Linked DNA regions of Astyanax mexicanus: region 2 is linked to region 1. Evidence: chromatin contacts called from public Hi-C data. All regions are on one chromosome and are shown on one strand. Each heading gives the region's core, a stretch centred on a gene start, on an enhancer-like site or on the middle of the called end of the contact. The rest is flanking DNA. Distances are from core to core; before and after follow the strand shown. Region 1 holds the start of LOC103033313 (serine/threonine-protein phosphatase PP1-beta catalytic subunit). Region 2 overlaps rela (v-rel avian reticuloendotheliosis viral oncogene homolog A).

The links. Hi-C and Micro-C count contacts between places; a contact is called where the count stands out from the background.
Region 2: a Hi-C map of muscle shows a contact between it and region 1, with 9 times the contacts expected there. The contact joins the enhancer-like site here to the promoter of LOC103033313 in region 1. A contact is called at or near these places in 3 of 3 Hi-C or Micro-C datasets (blood and muscle).

What each region holds. Positions count from the first base shown.
Region 1 is chr25:18,665,331-18,671,989 of AstMex3_surface, reverse strand. It overlaps LOC103033313 (serine/threonine-protein phosphatase PP1-beta catalytic subunit), which reads right to left and starts at 2,702. Exons shown (of 8, transcript XM_007230177.4): 1 at 2,594-2,702. The coding sequence starts at 2,645. All of the region lies in intron 3 of rela (v-rel avian reticuloendotheliosis viral oncogene homolog A), which reads left to right.
Region 2 is chr25:18,707,773-18,714,431 of AstMex3_surface, reverse strand. All of the region lies in intron 3 of rela (v-rel avian reticuloendotheliosis viral oncogene homolog A), which reads left to right. LOC103033313 (serine/threonine-protein phosphatase PP1-beta catalytic subunit) reads right to left here. Exons shown (of 8, transcript XM_007230177.4): 3 at 3,183-3,413; 4 at 1,614-1,718; 5 at 832-903; 6 at 550-701; 7 at 261-395. Among protein-coding and RNA genes, the nearest start is that of LOC125787817, 34 kb to the right of the region's middle. Within about 2 kb of position 3,226, the one cell type or tissue checked has an H3K27ac peak away from gene starts, as active enhancers do.

The DNA.
Region 1 (6,659 bases), core at 1,453-3,952:
GAATTTTCACAGATTTCTAAAGCTTTTATGCATTTATTACTGTATATCACCTGTTGTCTAGAGCATTTTCACCATAGTGTACTGAAACAAAGAAAAACAAAGCACTGTCACTTTGTGTAACTCTAGTCCTAGCAGGAACAATGCAGGTCAAAAAAACACTATAGCAACTTCATCACTACCACAGCTGAGCAATGTAACACCAGATGCAATGACAACAATACAGTGTCCCGCATGAGCACACTTCTGCAAGTGCTGTTTTGTTCTAACGAGTGCATTAGTAATATATGAGCGAACGCTCAGCTGGTTCCAGGATGACGTATTTTGGTGAGGACACGGGAGCGCTTACTGCTCCAGACCTTACTCGACACGACAACCTCTAATTAAAACTAAATGAATGGTTAGAAAAGTCCTCGCAAACTACAGGCACAGGCCTTTAAAACAACACCTGAAGGAGTGGCAGGAGCAGGAATCTGTACATTGCGTTAGAGGCCTGCCTGAGGCGATCTGCACTTCAGATAATTTCCTATAATTTAACTAAATGGACTTAGACGGGATTGTTTACATGTTGTTGACTGCTGTTTTCTTCTTTTTCACAAGTGTTTTTCATGAATGGGTGAAATAAATTGTGAGATATTCTAAGACATTACTATTTAGCATTATTTTACCTCACCACCATCTATTTGTAAAAATTAAATTATAGCTACTTTATGGGGCAAATTGTGGCTGTGTTGGAAAGTCATGTAATAACTCAACTGTACCCTATATGTGCTTAATATCCTATTATATTTACATTTCTCTCATTTGGTTAATGCTCTAATCTACTTACAGGCTGACTTACAGTTGAATGTAAGTTATTGTCCTACTGTTGACATACGATTTTACCTCAGACATGAGTGTTCACAGGTGTTACCTAGCATTATTTTACCTCACAACCCTGCTTTTGGGTAATTATAATTAAAAGAAATACGTGTTTAACTTTTAACAGTTATTAATACTTTAAATGGTAAGTTGTGGCCATGTTGAAAAATCACATTAAAGCTCATCTTAAGTCGATTAACATAAAACTATTATTTTTATATCTTTTCAAATGCACTATTTTACTTTAATATACTAAACTGACAAATACCAATTTAACTTGAGATGAATGTGAGTTTTGTTCTATTGTCTCTTTATTACATATGGACATGTACTACAATAATATAATACAAAATAGGCAGAAAGCATTCAAAGGTGTTTACAAACAGTAGTAACTGAAAAGCTACAAGTTATCCAAAAGCAGTTTGTAAGACTAGTGGAGGAGTACAAGCCAAGATGCATGAAAATATGCATGTAACTAAAAAACAGGGTTATTCCACAAAATAATTAATTTCCGAACTCCTAAAACTTGTTTTCTTTGCATTACTTTTGCATCTTTTTTTTGTTATTTGCAAAAAAATGTCTAAATGACAATATTTTATTTGGAATTTGGGGAAAATGTTGTCTGTAGTTTATAGAATAAAACAATAATGTTCATTTTAATCAAACATCTACCTATAAATAGCAAAATCAGAGAAACCAATTTAGAGACTGAAGTGGTCTCTTAATTTTTTTTCCAGAGCTGTATTAATGATCAGATGTAGGTATGAAGGCATTTAAGTTATATTTATTATTAATCCGTTTTATTCATTCAAACCATTTATATAAACTTACACTTAAAATATATATTTTTTAATTGGCTAATTCGTTCATATCTATTGCACTGTTATAACACTGTTATAACATAGTTCTAAACACAAACCAGCACCTACACACCATATTACAAAACAGATTGACTCTGCTAGTATTAAAGACACAATCAAATAAATAACATAAGCATGTTTATTATTATTACTACTAACAACACTAGGCAGTATCGTTTGTATATATTTACACTTACTGCAGTTCAATAAAAATTTTAAAAATAAGTTTTAAACACAAATAAACCCCAAAACAAAACACAAGCATTACATCAGCAGACTCTATTGAAACTAATGATCCTCAGGAATGTCAACTTGAGCTTCTCCTTTGAGAAGTTGCAGCACATTTCCTAAGCCAACACTGGATCTTTAACATTAGGACAGTTGGGTTATTAAAATAAGCACTTTAAGCTTTAGAAATGTGATGTTAATTTCTTTAAAAACTAAATAAATCTGAACAAATAAAGGAAAAGAAAGGGGAGTCCCAAAATCCCATTCCCTCCACAACAACCACCTCAGATCTAAAGCTCAGTTTTACTACCAAACAGTACAGACCACTTCCCCCACATTTCCTCTCCCTGCCCGTCTGAGTAACAATGTTACAACTGAGCGGGAGTCTCAGAAAGCCCCTTTAGAGGAGCTGTGCAGTGAAGGTGTGCCCGTTCACTCCATTAGTGAGAGCGCAGCTCGGCAGACATGTTAGTGAACGCCAGCTCTCTCTCTCTCTTTCTATCCTCCTTAAAACAACCGAGGCCTCTTCTATCAAGCCCACCCAAGACCCCTCAGCAGAATCACCCCTGCTGACCACCCCACCACTCTCAGCACCCCCCGTGTGTCCTATTCAGGTGGGAAAATGTGGACAGGATAAAGCAGCTCACCCTCTAAAAGCCTGGAGATGAGCGAATCGACGTCCAGTTCCCCCTCCGCCATATCTGAAGTGTTTCAGCCGCGGAAAGAATCAGCTCCTCTGAACCGACTCCTCTCAGCCGAGAACCGATTCACCAACTGAATCGACTTCGCCGGTTGTAAGCCCTACGCAGCGATGACGTCAGGACTGAAGAATGAGGATGGGGTGGTGTGATGTCATCCTGATCAAAAGTCAGACAGATACACTAAAACCATGTATTAAAACTCTTTCTGACTAAATTCTTGACTTCTGACATCAAGAACACTGTAGCATAAATAGGCCTTATAATAATAATAAACAACATTTTATATATATATATATATATATATATATATATATATATATATATATATATATATAGCTTTGAGTTTGAGTTTGAACATTATTGTTTTATTCTATAAACTACAAACAACATTTCTCCCGAATTCCAAATAAAAATATTGTCATTTAGACCATTTATTTACAGAAAATGAGAAAGGACAAAATAACAAACTGATCCAGAGCTTTCAGACCTCAAATTATGCAAAGAAAACAAGTTCACATTCATAAGAGTTCAGAAATCAATATTCAATATCAGTACATCAGTTCTCCTCCAACAGTTTATGCCACTCATTCAAGCAGTTCAGCTTGGTTTGATTTCTTGTGATCATCTATCTTCCTCTTGATTATATTCCAGAAGTTTTCAATTCGGTAAAATAAAAAAATAAAAACTCGCCTTATTTTTCCAGAGATGTATATACTACTTAACTATACTAAGTCAAAGGGTTGACTATCCCAGTTCAGATGTCATGTTTGTAAGTTAGTTCTTTAAGTAAAGAAAAAAGTTTAATTCTGGTTTCAGTCTTACTTTACTGCAGTAATTATTTTTCGAGTGAATTTTTGCTTCTATTCCTTACATTTTCACACAATTATATCTGTACTCTCTTCTTCTTACATTTAACAATAAGAACACTAAAACACAATTAGTTTGAACTCAAATAAATTAAGTCTGTTTTTAAACATTACTCAACTACTGTGAGTGAGTACATAAAAAATGTAATCTTTGAGTTTTCTTTGAGAAATATTATAACTGAGATTAGTCTGTTGTCACTAGCAGTTTTTTTTTCCACTGGTTTCTGCCAGCATCTATGTACACACTGGTAGTGTTCCCCGTTTTTTTAAACTCACCATCAGTATGTAGTCTTTTCCTCAGGCTACCTTAGGTAACGTGTAGGTCATACTTCTATTTTTCTTTTATATTTATTTATACACTTATACAGGCTCACAAATACGTAACAGTATAGGGAGCAAGAAATTGTTACAAAACAGGCAAGCAATATATAATAAGACAAGACAACATACTTAGGGGTGGGGGGTGTTATTGTAATATTAAGTATTGAGCAGGTATGTTGAAGAAAGGGAGAGGGTAGTTACCCAGCTGCATTCCCTCTATCACTAGTAATGCCCCACAATAGTGCTGAACTTTTGACTGTGTGATATAGTGTCCAGAATTTTCTTTCTCCGTTAAATTTCCTATAAGTATTTCAAATTTACATTTTAGTTCAATTAAATCAAAGCAAAACACATATATACATCTATTTTGTCCATATATTACATATTATTATATTATTATATTTCAGTAAACATGATGTAAAGATTTTAAGGTAACCGATTTCCTCAGATTATTGAAGTAAATTTACCATATCCAGGCTTGCAACTCTCTACTGGTAGTAAAACCGAATCGTGATTCATTAGAGCGGTCCGTTCGAACGAATCGGTTCGCTGAAATGAATCATCACTGTTTTGCAGGCGGAGCGCTGCTGCTCTGCTACGTGCGGATTCTCGACGTGCGCGCCCTCGAGTCCAGCCCCGCTACTACATTCAACAGGTCAACAGAGTGCGCGCGCCCAGAGACAGACCTATTATTATAATCCACTGTTTCACAACCCTGCTCCTGTATTAACACGCTTACTGGAGAAATACCTCTGTGTACAGTTCAGGATCTAAATCACACGCCTTTTCATGTCATTTCAGCTCTCTGCAATCAGTGATTAACTTCTTAAGAGTTCAAAGATAACATTCTCACATGGGACATATATGGATAGCCCAATGGCCCACGAACCAGTATGTCTTGTCCATGGGTTTCATGTTGATCTCATATAATTATGTTAGACGGACCCACAATCCTGATAAGAAGACTATTACCTGATGAGAACTGTTCAAGCTTTTTTCAGTTCCATTAATTAAATGTTTTGTCTAAATTAAGCTTAATATAGGAGTGTAATCACCCACAATCTCATCTATATACTGTTTTCAGATTGCTCCTCTCAGTTTCTGCTTTAAAGTGCCAGAGTTTTATTTGGTGTTGAAGATGCACGCCAATATGACCACACTTGATCATGCAGGTGTATCATTTTAAGGTGGTAAGAAATTATAACTATAACAGTAAGAAACCAAGTTGTAGCTCTTGATTTTCACTCTTTTGTTTTTTTGAGATGGAACAGAAAAATAAAACAAGCAGCAGGCTTACTGTACACTAATTCTGTAAAGCTACAGTACTTAAGGTGGAATGGAAGAAAAGGAACCCCTGTTTATATTCAAGCTTGCAGCTTTGTGTCAACTTAAATGGTGCAGCAGGTTTCGTCCAGGCACCTGTATCTGCTTCACTGTTTAAGGTGTACTGAATATGTCAATTAAGCTGGTGTTAGTGTGAAAGTGTGCTTTAGGGTAACCTGAGATCAATCATCAGACTGGTGGACTGGTGGTCTTACAAAAACACACAAAAACAAGCACTTATGCTTTCTGTCCAGTGGTAGTTAAGAGGCTTTGGCAGTTTTAGGCTACAGTTTGAGAAAATGCTCTAGTTATATAAGTGTTTGTAATGGGTGGGGAGCGGTAGCTCTCCAGCCCAGAAGGTTGTAGAATCCAAGTGCAGAGCAGTAGATCTCAAAGCAGGCAAACCCAAGAAAAAAGGGAAATAATAATAATAATAATAATAATAATAATAATAATAATAATAATAATAATAATAATAATAATAATATATAATCGTGAATATATATATATATATATATATATATATATATATATATATATATATATATGTCTGTGTGTTAATAGGATATATACTATTATATAATAATATTATATGTATATATATATATATATATAATTATATATATAAGTTCTTATTAAACCCCGCTCCACGCGGGAATCGATCCCAGGCTGTCGCGGTCGCAGCCCAGTGCTCTAACCGCTGCACCAGCGAGTGGATTGGGGTGCGGCCGCTTTAATCGCCCCTTAAAGGGCCTCCGCCGAAATGAAAACGAGAGTGAAAACAAACCTTGCGCCGAGCGTGAGTGAAAGAGAGGGGGAGAACTAAGGCTTGCCTGGAAGCGGCTACCTCTTATGAGACGAGGTTAAGGATTAACTAAACAAAAGGGGCTTCCAACGAAAACAAAACTGAACTAAGGTGCTTATGGATTAAATGCTGTTTCACCAGAGAAGGGAGAAACAGCGAGGGAAAGAAAAGGTGAGCACACCGCGTACCTCGCGGCGGCTACCACACACACAAACAAAGACTCAGAGGAGAGCGGTGGAGCTCACAGCTCTACACAGCCACACCAAACTCGAGAGGGAAATAAACTGCACTTGCCGTGGATAGGAAAGAAGGGAAAGAGAGCCGGAGCTCAGAGAAAAATCGTGCATAGATTCGCTCTCACGAGCTTCAAAGATCCAGCGCCGAGTGGCTGGTTGGCGTTGCTTTTAAGGTGTTGAAAGCAGGTGTTGATAATTAGCCAACTAACCCTCGGCGCTGGCCTGGCGCGCCCTCCGATGCCCTGGAGGACACCTCGATCGGGCACCCCCCAGAACCGGCTGGTAAACTGCGCTCCTCGGTCGGATACAATGTCCGCGGGAATCCCGTGGATGCGTACAACCTGGTCGAGCACCACTTCAGCCGTTCCCTGAGCAGATGGTAATTTTGATAATGCCACAAAACGTCCGGCCTTGGAAAACCTGTCCACTATGACCAATATCACGGTGTTACAGCCCTTACA
Region 2 (6,659 bases), core at 1,977-4,476, 42 kb before region 1:
CTGCTTAGCAAAACCTGCAGTAAGAATAATAATTATGATAATTATGTAAATGACTAAGATAGCATGTCACTGAAATAGTGAGTACTAAACAGGGGCAGAACAGTGCTGTATATTTTGGGAAGTTAGAAAGCAGTAAAACTAAGCTATGTTAGCCTGGCAGACCCGTTCTCTCAAACTGAGACACATCTAATAGGCACTGTAAAATACTAAAAAAAAGTATTTGTGCATGAGCATGTGCAGATACGTGTGAGTAGTGTTACCTGGAAGGAGCACATGAGGGTTTCGTCCACGCTCATCATGCCCCCGGCGTTGTCGAATTCTCCGCAGTAGTTTGGAGCAGAGAACAGAGTGACCAGCTGTCTCTTCGCAAAGAACTCATAACCATCCTCCACCACCTGCAAACAAACAATCACACACAATGATGAGTAAGGTCACCTGTCTGCTCACCTGTATGACTGTTAAAAGTGATCTTAATATTCTATTCTATTTATATATAATTATTAAAGTCATATTGTTGGAGGTCCTGAAGTTTAGTTTTACTGAAGTCACCTGGTGCGCTCTGCAGATTAGATCCAGATCATGGCGGTTCAGGAACTTGCTGACCACGTCGGCTCCGAACGTAAAGGACACGCCGCGGTCATTCTCACCCCAGCCCTGGACGTCTTTATCAGGGTCTGACCATAGCAGATCACACAGCAGTCCTGAACACCAGAAACACAATATTATATATATATATAACATTTAAAATATAAAAAATAATAACTTTGCTAGTGTTTAGAGTTCCATCTAAATCCACTGGCTATTATGGCTGGTGAGAGTTGGTGAGAGTACCTGTGTCTGGAACATCTGTGGGCCTCATAATCCGTCTGATCTGCTCCATAGACTGCAGGTCTGGGGACAGGCCTGAGGAGACAATGAGGAAGATGTAAATTAAATCAGGAAGATGTAAATTAAATCAGGGTTTCTGCAGGTATAGGGAAATTAAATTTAAGATTTTAATACCATTTAAAGAAAAATAAGGAGCACTTGCTCAATAACAAAATGTCAAGTTTACAGATTTTACAATAAGCAAACATGTTAATCAAAAATAAACACAAAAAGTAGCTGTACATGAGCTCTCCTGAAAATAGGGTCCAGGGCAAAATTGGGGTTATATTTTAAATCAGTCTGAATATAACTTTCATATAAAATTTGTAAACTGCAAAATGCGATTTTACTGTCTGGGCAATTTTTTTAACCTTTGGAAGATGGATTTAAGACTAATTAAAGTCTACATTTTTACTAAATTAGTTTAATGCTTTTTAAGACCATTTTAAGGATCTGCAGATACCCTGTATATACTCCAACTAATACAATTATTTGCATGATTTTAATTTTACTACAGCATTTTATTACTCTATTATTTTATTATAAATATGCCAATCATTGTTGTAAATTAACAGATATAACTTAAATGATACCAACAAATGATTTATCATATCATTTGAAAGTGCTGGGGTATGAGGCAGTCACTGCTCGTGGTTGATTTTATATTTCTGTTGAATTGGTTGGTGAAACCTCAACCACATGCTGATTTGCCTAAAAAGCTATCAGACATTTCCGTGGTGACTCACCTCCATGGCAGCAGAATATCTTCTCGTCAACAATGGCAGCAATGGGGAGACAGTTGAAACAGTCAGTGAATGTTTTCCACAGTTTGATGTTGAATCTGCGTTTGCCTGCAGAACACACACACACACACACACACAAACAAAGATCACGTTTCTGAAACCCAATCCCTCAAACTGAAGGACAATGGTGTGAATAGAAAAGCATTCCAAATATGAGAATATATGAATTGTTTGTGCAGTTTCATGATTTATCCTGCAGGCTGCACCAGAGTGCTTCATGCAGACTCATCTGCAACTTTACGCTGATGTAGCAAAATAGAAATTCCAGCCAGGCTGGCCTCGGATCATTTAACATCTACTAAATGTTAAACATCCTACAGGACTCACAGTCAGCAAAAATTCTGCCACAAATCCAAATTAAAGAGTTTCCTTCCAACAGTGAAATTTAGTTTATGGGACAAAACATGTTTGCTTCTTGATGCTTCTTTAGTTTTGTCCTGAAAATGCAAGACTGGTGTTTCTAAAAGTAAATTTGGAAGCTTGTGTACACAGAATAGCATAGTTATAGCTATGTAATTAGCATAGCATCTGTTCATTTAGTATCATAAAGGACGATTATCACCCAGCACATAAAGAGTTTGAACTTCTTCCTTCAGGGAAGAGAAACAGGACCATACGAGCACTGACTACAAGACTGATGAACAGTTTTTACCCAAAATCCATCACCATATTGAATTCTGCACTGAAATAGTACACATTACCGCCATGATTGTGCTGGAGTGCACCTTTCAGACAACTGTGCAATTTTTGTATGTGCATTTATATATAAATATATACTATATCTTGAGCATCGTCACAGAGTATGCACCTTAATTCCACTGTATGTCACATGCAATGACAATAAATGGAATTAATCGAGCAATCTCTGCTGACCAGTTTAACTTTTGACCAGAGAAGAGTAATATTGTTTTCTATATGAGCTTAATGGCTTGACTGATCAACAAGCTAGACCTCCAGTTTGACCAAGTTTGACCATACTGGCTGACCAACATGACTAAGCATCATCAAAGTCAAATGCAACATGCATTCAGCTGGTCAAGAGCTCTTAATCTGCAGAAGCTGGTCTGGAGCTAGATGTTCTACCAGGTTAATGTTTATAGAAAACAGTAGGTCACAACCCAATTACACATTAGCATTATAGCTACAGCACAAAAAAAACAAGCATCTTTGGTGATTACCTGCATTTAGGTTAAATATCAAAATATCACGTGCAAATTAGTCCAGAACTTGCAAACTGGGATGCTGTGTAAATATTTCTGCTCTAATTTCATTGATAATTTAAAATTAGGCTGATTTTTATGAGTTCTATAGAGTTTCTATCTTTGTTTACAGAGCATAAAAGGAAATGAACACATCAGACTCAGATCAGATAAATATAGAACAGATCAGACTAGGTGTGAATAATCCTTTAGAGAAGTGGAAATAGTTCACTGTGTTTGTGAAAGAGTCTATGTCAGTGTTTTAGAAATATGTATGTGTGTATATACAGTACGCATTCCCCGGTGCACGTACACTCATCGTAGAAGCCGTAGATGCGGTTGATGGAGGCGCACTCGTGGTTGCCGCGCAGCAGGAAGAAGTTTTCAGGGTATTTGATCTTGTAGGCCAGGAGGAGGCAGATGGTCTCCAGAGACTGCTTCCCTCGATCCACGTAATCACCCAGGAAGAGGTAATTCGCCTCCGGAGGAAAACCTCCATACTCGAACAACCTCAGCAGATCGGTGTACTGACCATGGATGTCACCTACAAAAGAGAGAGAGAGAGAAAAAAGAAAGAGAGAGAAAGAGAGTGCACAGGAATGAGTGAGACAACTGACAGATGGATAGAGATTGGAAAGCTTATAATAAGTAGGGGCAAAAGGTCATAACAAAGTGTGAGAGAGAGAAAAGAAAGAAAAGAAAGAGAAGTAGGAATGAGAAAAATATATATTATCTAATACTGTGATAATAAAGATTCAATTTAACCAAGAGTATCTTGCTTGATTGTTGGAATGGGAAATATAGGAGGAAAGTGCTTCTTACAGAATTTGGAGAATTGCTGTGAGGATTTGATTGCACTCAGCAACAAGAGCTTTAGCGAGATCATGATGTTGGATGATTATGGTCATCCAATGTTGGTCATGCTGTATATCTCCTACTCCCCAACTCATCCCAAGGCGGGTACTAAATGGAGCACCATATGTATATAGTTCATTCACAGTTTATTACACTGCTCCACAGCTCAATATACCCCTCATACCCCACACTTGTCATTAGGCATGGTACCAATATGGTAATTGTTATCTCTACTAGAGAATGTGTCAATAAAATGTATAAAAAATATTAATATTTGACACTACATATTAATATGATATGATTGAGTCGAGATATATCTATATATTGTTCCACCCCAGTCGATATAGCATCTAAATTTGAGAAAAGGGATAACCTGAGTCAGAAAGAAAGAAAGACAGAGAGAGAGAGAGAGACAGAGACAGAGAGAGAGAGAGAGAAAGACAGAGAGACAGAGAGAGAGAGAGAGAGAGAGAGAGAGAGTAACAGTCAGCTGTATGCTGCTCTGATAGAGTGAGTGAGCTGAATGTGAATAAAGGTGTCCGCCACTCAAAGTCAATAGAGTCTCTGTACTCAAACGCCTCGCTGCGCCACTGACCTACATAACACACACACACACTCTCACAAACTCTCTCTCTCTGTCACACACACACACACACACAATTTCCTTTTCATCCTTCTATGAGCTGCAACCTACGAAAGAAACATCACGGCAGAGATACTCTTTCATTTCACTCCTCCAACACTCTGACTGTGCGGTTTCGCTAATGGCAGTGTCAGTGGGTTTTTTTTTAGCCTGTGTTTTAGTCTGAGGGAAAAGCCTGTTTTTCTGACACACAACTGCCTCCACACACACACACACACACAAACACACAGACACACACAGGTATCTATTATAATTCAGCAAATAACCGGTGTGCCCTTAACGTGACATTTACTTGTTTGTTTGGCATTAAAATGCGCTGTTTTCACAGTAGCTTAATGAACACGTATTCAGAGAATGCTAATGCTAAGATAACACAGTGGCTGTGTCTCTGTACTTAATTAGATGTCTACACAGCCAGCATGTTAAGCAATTTAATGTGTGTCTCAGACACCAGCTCTTTCTCAGTAATATATTCTGTATAATGCTGCATGATAAGGGTTTTGTTTGATCTGTTTTGGGCAAATTTGAGCATCAGTTTGTTGCAAATAGAACTTACTGTTTGTCATAAAAGTCTTTGAAGTGTTATTTACCAAATATATAAAGATTTGCAGACCTAGCATGCTAACTCTCTCTTTTATTATTATTTCAAAAGGCTTAGCTAGCTACCATTTCGTTGTTATAATACAGCTGCTGAACATTATTAGATAGGTAACAGCAACTAGCTAATCATGTCCATAATCTTAATAAACACACTAAAACTAAAATGGATAAGCTGTCTTTGGCAGATTTAGTGTGGTTAAGATGCCATGATGAGTATGTCTGCTACAAAATCTCCAAAATAAGCCTGGATTCAACAATAGTAGCGGTTAGGGAAATGTTATATGTTTACTCAGCTGAAGTGGATTTTAACTAATATGTACTATTCATTTGATTTTTTGTATTTAAAGTGTTAAAATTGTTTTATCAGTGTTAAAGTGTTAAAAATGTTTGGTCAGTGATCAATATACAGTGTATTTGCTAAATTAGCATGCTAACTACTTTGTGTAACACCAGACAGATAGGGGTGACGCTTGCCGAATAAAAGGTAAAGACTGGTTTATTTACAGAGCCGTAAACAGGATAACACAACCAGATAACAGATTGAACAGAACTCACAGTATAAACAGAAGACGTAGTACAGGAAACAGTCCAAGATCCGAAGCCAGAAAGACAATCCGATAATACAACAAATCCGATAAGGGCGAAGACAAAAGGCAAAATCCGTAATACAGGAAAAAGGGTCATAACAAAAAGGCAGTCAGAAAAGGGTTTGGAAAAACGCTCAGTACGCAACATGAGTCGACAATACCTCGCAAGGAACCAATGCTAACAGAACCCTATATATACAAAACATAGAACCGGAACAACTTAGAACACAGGTGAGTCTGAACGGGGGAGCGTGACGCGATTGGGTGAAGGTGAGCGGCTGACAGTGACGTCATCACCAGTGGGTTCATGGGAAATGGAGTTCGGGAGTGTGGAAGGAGAGACTGGAGACGTAACAGTACTCCCCCCCGAGGAGTCCGAAAGGACCGAAGGATGAGGACGACACACCGGAACCGCCCCTCTCCGACCGGAGGCTCGACGGAAGAGAGGACCTGAAGCGGGGATAGCCTGGACAGGGACCCTGGTCCTGGGACGGCCCCTGGTCCTGGAGCCACGGACAGAACTGAGAGACCGAGTAGCAGCCGACCTACAGCGCCTACCCCTTCCAGGGTCAGGAGACCTCCTCCTTGGACGACCCCTAGGGCGTGGTGCTGGGCGAGACGGGTGAGACCTGTGGAACTCTTCCACCAACAACGGGTCAAGGATGTCGGCTGCAGTAACCCAGCTTCTCTCCTCAGGTCCGTAACCTTCCCAATCCACCAGGTACTCCAGGGCACCCCCTCTCCTTCTGGAGTCTAACAGGCGCTCTACCGCGTAGACAGGTCCCCCATCCATGAGCACCGGCGGAGGAGGCAGCATCCCATGCGAAGTTTCATCCAGCGGACCAGGGATAACCGGCTTAAGAAGAGAGACATGGAACGAAGGACAGATACGGTAATTAGACGGCAGCTCAAGGCGATAAGTGACTTCATTGATGGGTTTAATAATTTTAAAAGGACCAATAAACTTAACAGAGAGTTTTTTGTTTCCCTCAGGGAGCCGGAAATCCCTGGTAGATAGCCAAACACGATCCCCAGGGGAGTATAGAGGAGCCTCACGGCGATGGCGATCAGCCTGTTGTTTATGTTGCGCTAACACAGCCTCGAT